Linked DNA regions of Sus scrofa: region 1 is linked to region 2. A link is a contact called in public HiChIP or PLAC-seq data. All regions are on one chromosome and are shown on one strand. The core of a region is the stretch at or near the end of the contact, and the rest is flanking DNA. Distances in the headings are between cores, read along the strand shown.

Region 1 (4,012 bases), core at 713-3,212, 320 kb before region 2:
TAATCTGTCACCTCTTTTGGGAAAAACCTAGCTCCTCTAGTAAATCCGGGTCCAGGAAGTGAAAGGCATAGAAGTCTTATCCAGCCACTGCGACCACTTTAACAATAATTGGTTTAATCAGCTATCCACCCCCGCAGTCCCCAACCTTCCCATTAGCTAGGCAAAATCTGTGTCTAAGAAGTGAAGCAAATCCAAATATGGTGAAGGTTCCTCCACTGGCAAAAAGAGGAAACTGCCTTATCTCCTCAAAACCCATATCCCAGAAAATTAGCTCCCCTATTAACTACTCAAGGGGGCAGAAAGCACGTTTTGGGATGCAACCCTGTAGAGACTCCTCCTGAGGCCAATTTTCAGGGATTCAGTAAAGGTCAAGTCACTATGCTGGATAACGCACAGATCACTTTAGAAACACTTTCTTTAGGCAGACTTTGTCTAGCTGGAGGAAAAGGTTAACTTATTTAGATACATGGGCTACACAGCGCATCCCACTTCTCGCCGCCCGCAAATCTACCACTAATTCTTCCTCCCGAGCTGACGCCTGTGTTTACATCCCTGAGGAAATCTTCCCAGAAATTTTTTCTCTCCCCTATTTAAAATGTACGGTGATTCCAAGGCCAGCTTCTTCTCTGCTCCTCCACCTGGGGTAGGGGAACCTGCGTGCTGGGGGAAGCGCCAGCGGGGCCCGGCTGAGTTCCAGGGCACAGGTGCGACCTTTGAAAGGAGCGTCCGGGGCCAGCCCGCCCAGGACTCAGGCGGGAGCTATCCTTCCGGGAGGTCTCCACATCCCACCCCAAGCACACGCGCCTGTGCCACTTCAGGCGCGCGCAGAACCTTTGGCAAGGATGTGGGTACATCTCCGCCCAAGCTTCAAACCATCTTAGCATTCTCAATGCTTTGCAGCACCTGGGCTGTCCCCCGGCTTCTGAATCAGAGTCCCAGGGAGATTTTTACCGGATCAAGCTTCACACTGGAAATCACCGCGGGAAGGGGGGAGTCGTCACGGGTCAGGGGCGGGAAAGGGGCCGGAAAGTTCCCTCCCGCCAACTCCAGCCCACCCGGTTTATCCTCCCTCCCGGGCGAGGGGCGGGCCGGGGCCCGGGTAGGGGAGGCCCTGGAAGGGTTCCCTCCCTTCTCACCTCCCGCAGCCCTCTCTTACTCACTTTCTTTTGGAGCCTCAGCTCGGCCGCCTCACGCCTGGGGTCGTGCGGAGGGGCCGCGGGAGGAGAGAGGACGGGCGGGGAACCTCCGGGCGGCGCCCCAGTCCCGGGCGGGCGGGCCGGGGCACCAAGGCGGTGCACGCCCCCACCCGGGCGGTACGGCCAGGCGGGCGCGCTGGGTTCCGCGCCCTCGAGGCTGGCTCCGAGGGCTCCGCCGGGCCCTCCCCCTCTGCCCGCCACCGCGGCCCGTGGCCCCTCCCCGCCGCACTCCCGAGGCCCGCGGGGCCCAGGGACGCGCTCGCGCCGGGGCCGCCCCCGCCCCTCCCCCTGCCCGGGCGGGGGCGCGCGAGAAGCGGTGACGTCAAGGGGCGCGCGGTGGCAGCACCTCCCCGCGCGCTAGTTAAAAAGAAGAAGAAAAGAGGGAACGAAACATGAGAGGCTGTGTGAAAAGCTACAGCCGCCGGCAGAGGAGACCTCAGCATCATCTAGAGCCCAGCGCTGGCCCTGCCTCCGCCTGCCCCGCCGCCACCGTCGCCGTTTCTGTTCCTGCTACTGTGTCACCTAAACAACTCCCGTTACACCGACAAGTGAACCTCTGTGACCGTCTTCTCCTCCTCTTCTTCCTCCTCCTCTTCCAACTTCTTCTCCTCCTCCCACTTCCCAGGCGCAGAAGAAAGCCCCCCACCCAACTGACACTGGCACAACCGCAAACGGTGTCAACCGCACAACTTTATCTCGTTCCTCGGGCTCCGCCAAGGTATTGGGCCCATCGCCTCGTCTTTTATTTTTTTGCAAAGTTGCATCGCTCTACATCTTTTCGCCCCCGCCACCTCTCTCTGCCTCTTAAGCGTCCTGCCGCCCCTCAGCCTCCTCCTGGAGCTGCGCCCTAGTGCCCCTGCTGGGCAGTGGCGTCCCCCCCACCCCCATCCTCCCGCGCCCAGCCCCTGCCGCGCGGGGCAGACGATGCTGAAGATGCTCTCCTTTAAGCTGCTGCTGCTGGCCGTGGCTCTGGGTTTCTTTGAAGGAGATGCTAAGTTTGGGGAAAGAAGCGAAGGGAGCGGAGCGAGGAGGAGAAGGTGCCTGAATGGGAACCCCCCGAAGCGCCTGAAAAGGAGGGATAGGCGGATGATGTCCCAGCTGGAGCTGCTGAGTGGGGGAGAGATGCTCTGCGGTGGCTTCTACCCTCGGCTGTCCTGCTGCCTGCGGAGTGACAGCCCGGGGCTGGGACGCCTGGATAGCAAGGTAGGCACGCACCCGCCTCACAGCTGCGAGAATGGCATTCTGGCTGGGTGGGATTCCGTGTGGTTCTGGCAATGCTGGTGGCTGGAAGAGGGGTGGAACTTGCTTGGTGAGTTCTTTTTGATAACTTTTCTAAAGCGCTAGCCTGATTCATTTGTGTGTTCCTCTGGGGTGCGCATATACCTCTCCCGCCCCCAAGAGTCCGAGGTCGGGATGCAGTGCAAAACTGCCTTTCTCAGGGAAGAGACTTCTGTGGTACCCGCATTCTAGCTGGGTAAATATCTTAAAAGAATCGCGATTAACAGTGTCTTCTGGATCGAATCCGGCATTGGCTGCGGCGAAACTGTAAATTAAGGTGGCTGTGGTTTCCGGTTTATTTTGCTAGGGTAAAAAGATTTGTGCAGTTTTCTCCACGTGCTCGGTTAGGGAGAGGATTGAATCGTAAAGGATGTTAAAGCACGGTTAGTTTATGATCCTCAGCCCCGTCAGAATGGGGCGGGGGGGGAGGGTCTTGCATTACAATAGTTAAACAGCAGAAAGGAACTCCTGGTGTTCCAGTTAAGAACCCCAAAATGGGAGAAAGATTTTGCCGGGGCGTGTTTATCATATAAGCCCGCGGCGATTCTCCGTCTGTTTGTCATGTTTTATAACATTATAAATTCGGGCTTCCAATGGTAGGTGGTTGTTTGGGAAGATCTTCTCTAGACATTTGTTTCAGGATTAATGGCATTTAACATTTTCCCGGTATTAATAAGTTTAAACAAATAAGAAAATTGTGCCGGTTGGGTGTAAAGACATGCTTATCTTTGAGTTTGCACCATCTTTCTTGTCTTGGGATGCAGTCATGTGTGCCCTGTACTGTACTCCAAGGAGAGACGGGGCATCACGTCATTAACACTCCCTGCGTGTGAAATAAACAATCAGGTGTTTTTACTCCCCCTCACCCTTTCCCCATTTTAGGTTTAATTAAGAATTCTTCTGTTACAACACTGCAGTTGTCAAGGTCTGAGAGACTCTTGGAAAACTTGTGCTCCAGTCTTGCTGGCCCAGGCATTAAAAAAAAAAAAAAAAAATACCCAGGCTGAATCTAATTTTTATGCTCAGTTCACGGTAGATTTCACTCTATTCTCATGTAAACAGCTCTTACGAATCAACATATGTGTCTGGGTGGTATCTCTCACTTTGTTTTGTAACAAAAAGCCATATTGCATCATTTAATTTGCTCAAGTCATGCAAATAGGAAAAAATCAATAGGACAAAAAGGGGTCGACTTATCCTCCTCCCCACTAAACTGCTGCCCACACACAGAGTCCTGTTGCTTATGGCAAAAGAATAACAACAACACCATTGTGTTTGTTAGTTGGTTCACTAATGGGTGAAACTAGAGAACATCATTCTCTTTCAGTCCCCAGCTCTGTCCAAATGTTCATGCCTTTTGAGGCAGCATTTGTCCAACTCCCTCTGTTCCCAGCTGAGTGAGAACTGTCTTGCTGCAGGTTTTCAGCTGTAACTCTCTCTTTATTCTTACCATATGCAGCAGTAGTCTGAGATTCAGGGAACAGATATTCCAGCATTTTATTCAAAACAATGTCATTAAGCTCCTGTGTTGTAATTGA
Region 2 (3,734 bases), core at 46-2,545:
AGTTTTTGTTTCTAAAATACAACATATTATGACTTACGAGATGTGCAAAGCAACAGCATATAGTAGTCAAAGGGTATAGGGTCAAGGGGTCAGATTTAGTCACTCCTTTAGCCTAGAATTTGGCCAGGTCTGGGCTTTACTTCCTTTCCTGTCTGTCAAAGGGGTTGACTGGATCTATAACTGTAATGCTATGAAGTTCTATACATCTGTGAGTAAAAATTCCTAATGAAGTTTTCTCCCTCGAAAAGTCAGACTTAAAAACCTTTAATCCAGAAATATGTAAATATTGGTCAACATTTTAAAAAATCCATTAAGTGATGCAGAGAAAAATCACATCTTCTCACTGGTCGTCAAAAGTTCCATTTATACGTGCTTTTACTGTAGAATATAAAGTCAGAAAAATGCCTTTAAGGTATAGAAGTGAAGAACTGGTCTATTCTAAATCACTAGTTTATCCTCTTGTCTAGTGAACAACACGTAAAACTGCTTCAGTAGTGCAAAGTTACAGCTGCTGAACGCGGTTACACGTACATGATATTATAAACTTGGCCTAAAAGGTCTGTTTACCGTCTCCTTGACATCTCAGCTGTTCCCTAATCTCTACACAAGCACTTGATACCGCTTAAATAATAGTACACACTGGACTGTAAACTTCGGAAAGGCCTGAGGCTTAAATGCTCCATTAGCAATTTACTGAATGAATAAATAAATAAATAAATAAGTTCCATCATAAACTAAAGTATTTCTCAAGGTCTAGGTTGGTCTAAGTAAGGTCTAGGTTGAGACAATAAAACCTGTGGCCACACTGTCAAATGTCCAAAAATGTCCAAAAAGGGAAGAGCTATCTCTACATTGCGGAGAATTCAGCTGCTGAACTTGGTACTGGACTCCACCAAGTGGATAAAACACGGAGCTCGAAGAAGAATGGGTTCCTGGCCACATCATTCATAAGGTGAGGCCAAGGAGAGAACGCCACAGTAAGCAGTGCCTGGACCAGACTCTCTTGGTTCCGTTTGACATCCCTTCCAGAAGCGCTAGAATGGGCAACCGCTAAGGATCCATTCCTGACCCATCGGCCTTGAAATAGGAAGCGTAAAAGGAGACTGACAGTGGAGAAGAGATCGCATCTGTTTAAGCTGGAATCATTCTCCACGTCGGGGAAAGCCCATGCACTTACAGCTTGCAGACCCGGATTGCCTCCACTCAGGTTTTCGGAATCCACTGCTGCTCCGCGCCACTCCCCCTCGCCTTCCCAGAACCGCCTAGCTTCCCCAACGACGTCAATTGGGGTCGCAGTCCGATGATGTCATCCCATCGTCCCGCCCTCCTCCCTCCAGGGCTCTGCCCGGCGTGCTCTGCCGCGCACGCGTACATCGCCCCTGTGGCATGCGCGAGGCGGTGGCTGGGCACCGCCATCTTGGCCGGTGTGTGTAGGAACACGCTGTGTGGCTGAAAAGTGAAAGCAAGAGCAGATTTGGCTTCTGCGTTCCCCTCCCCAAGGGGAATCTGTTTCTCCAGGTACGTGAATAGCCCGGAGGGGTTTTGCCGTTAGCTTCGGTTTGGCATGGTCTAAACGCAGGTAGTGGCATTCTCGGAGAGCTTTTGGTTAGGCCTCAGGTGGCGGCGGTGGAGACGGCAGCGGCGCGTAGCAGCCGGCTTGAGGGAGACAGCTGGTAACGCCGGAGCGCGGGCGCAGCCGAGTGCTGAGGGCGCCTCCAGGCTGACCTGGCTTTCCGCCTCTGTTGCCCGCCGTCCCCTCAGCGTTCCAGTCTCCACCGCCTCCACTCCCCGCTTTACCGCGCTCCTACTCTGGAACTGAATCTTTTAGAAAGCCGCATCCCCTACTCCCCCCACTCCCCCGGCCCGGTGAAGGGGATGTAATGTCACGTGCGTATTTGATTATGGGACGTCGTCGCCTTTTTTCCCCACTGTTTGGAGATTTGGCAATGAGTCATGGCATCTTGCCGCCATGAAGTCGAATATTTCTTGTCCACTCCCAGTCTTTAGAGAAATGATGTCCAAACGTCAGCACTTTTTTCAAAGCAGCGTGTTCTCAGCTGTAACCGAGGTTGTTCCAAGTAATCTCCCAGGTGAACGCCATTAGCATTTTGGGTGCGCTTTTATGGTACTCTGCACGTTCCGTTTTCCTCTTTAGATCTTAAACTCCTTGAGATTACCGGTGATGTCTTTACTGAAAATACTTACTTTGAAGAGAGTGTACTTTGAGATTTGAATATCTTCAGAGCCCTGTTTGTTCCCAGGAGTCTCTTATTATAGAGTTTTTCCCTGCAATCCTTCCTGTGCTGTATCTTTCTCATTGAAAAAGAAAGGAGGGAATCCTGCCCATTTCTTTAAACTGACGTGGAAATTTAATTAATAGTGTTGACACAGTTAATTAACAGTTCTTCAAAGAATCTGTCCACTTAAATACATTATAATTTATCACTTTTTGATGTAAGTCAGGTTATTAGCCATCTCTGCTATGCTTTTATTTTATAAAAATCATCTCCTACAGTCTTGTTTTTTTTTAATGGTTTGGAATAGTCAATGAAACATTATGTAGTTTGGCAAAAATAAACTTTAAGCAGTTTCATTGCTAAATCAATGATGATTTATCCCCTCCTGGAGAATTCATTGTGCTGATTCACCATAATTTGTATGGAGTCCAGTTTGATTTTAATAGCTAACTAAAGAATCTTCAGTTTCTAGGTAATTATCGCTTCCGGAATGATAGTTGCTTTTTTTTTTTTTTTTTCTTTGCTTTTTAGGGCCACACCTGCCGCATTTGGAAGTTCCCAGGCTAGGGGGTCAAATTGGAGCTGCAACTGCTGACCTACACCACAGCTCATGGCAACATCAGCTCCTTAACCCACTGAGTGAGGGCAGGGATCAAAGCCGCATCCTCATGGATCCTAGTCCCATTCGTTATCACTGAGCCATGATGGGAACTCCCAGAATGATAACTTCTTTGTAGCAACTCGAAAGTCATTTAGTTTCTTCCTGTAATCCTTAGGAGGCCTAGACCAGTTTGGAAAAGTTTTAAAGGGGTAGAGTGAACCTATCAGATAACTCTGTTACATAAAACTTAAAATTTAGTTGGTTTTGGATTAGACTCCCCCCACCCCCTTGCACCCCCCCGCAAGCAATACATGCTTTAGTGAATAACTGTCACTGTAACATATTGGTAACTTGCAAGATTTCTGAAGTTGTTATAACCTGTAGGAAAGTTATTTACTGTATCTGAATTCATTTTCTTCATTTCCTTCAACAGAAATGTTTGAACTACTATGTGGTAGGCACTGATCCATCCACTGTAATGAACAGACAAAAATTCCCATGCTTATGATGGTGTACATTCTCCTTGGAGAAGGAAAAATATCGTGTGTGGAGCAAGAGAAAATATATACATATATATACACTTCTGCATATACCGTGTATGCACATATGTCATATAGTACAAAGAGCTAAGGAGAAGACAAAAAACTATTTTTCGATAGTATAGCTAGAAAAGGCCTGAGAACAGACATTAAAGACTTGAAGTAGTGAGCCATGTGATGATTCACTAGGAGTAATAGGCGCAGGGAGCAGAAAATGCCAAGACCCTGATGACTGGCAATTAACTATTTTTAACTATATTTAACTTTATCCATGTGAAAAATGGTAATGATCTGACAAGCTGTTTTGATGGAATGATGGGCACTAAAGTTTAGAATGGACTCCAGAGAGAATACATA

Evidence for each region. HiChIP or PLAC-seq counts read pairs in DNA pulled down with a chosen protein or histone mark.
Region 1: a contact with region 2 is called in an H3K27ac HiChIP or PLAC-seq map of alveolar macrophages. The contact joins the promoter of LOC100525237 here to the promoter of ABCE1 in region 2. A contact is called at or near these places in 2 of 5 promoter capture datasets (fetal liver and liver) and 1 of 2 datasets of contacts at active chromatin or transcription factors (alveolar macrophages).

What each region holds. Positions count from the first base shown.
Region 1 is chr8:83,675,868-83,679,879 of Sscrofa11.1, reverse strand. LOC100525237 reads right to left here and starts at 1,962. Exons shown (of 4, transcript XR_304986.3): 1 at 1,161-1,962. It overlaps HHIP (hedgehog-interacting protein), which reads left to right and starts at 1,512. Exons shown (of 14, transcript XM_021100665.1): 1 at 1,512-2,399. The coding sequence starts at 2,121.
Region 2 is chr8:83,350,769-83,354,502 of Sscrofa11.1, reverse strand. ABCE1 (ATP-binding cassette sub-family E member 1) reads left to right here and starts at 1,295. Exons shown (of 18, transcript XM_003129170.6): 1 at 1,295-1,518. ANAPC10 (anaphase promoting complex subunit 10) reads right to left here and starts at 1,193. Exons shown (of 5, transcript NM_001177927.1): 1 at 1,178-1,193.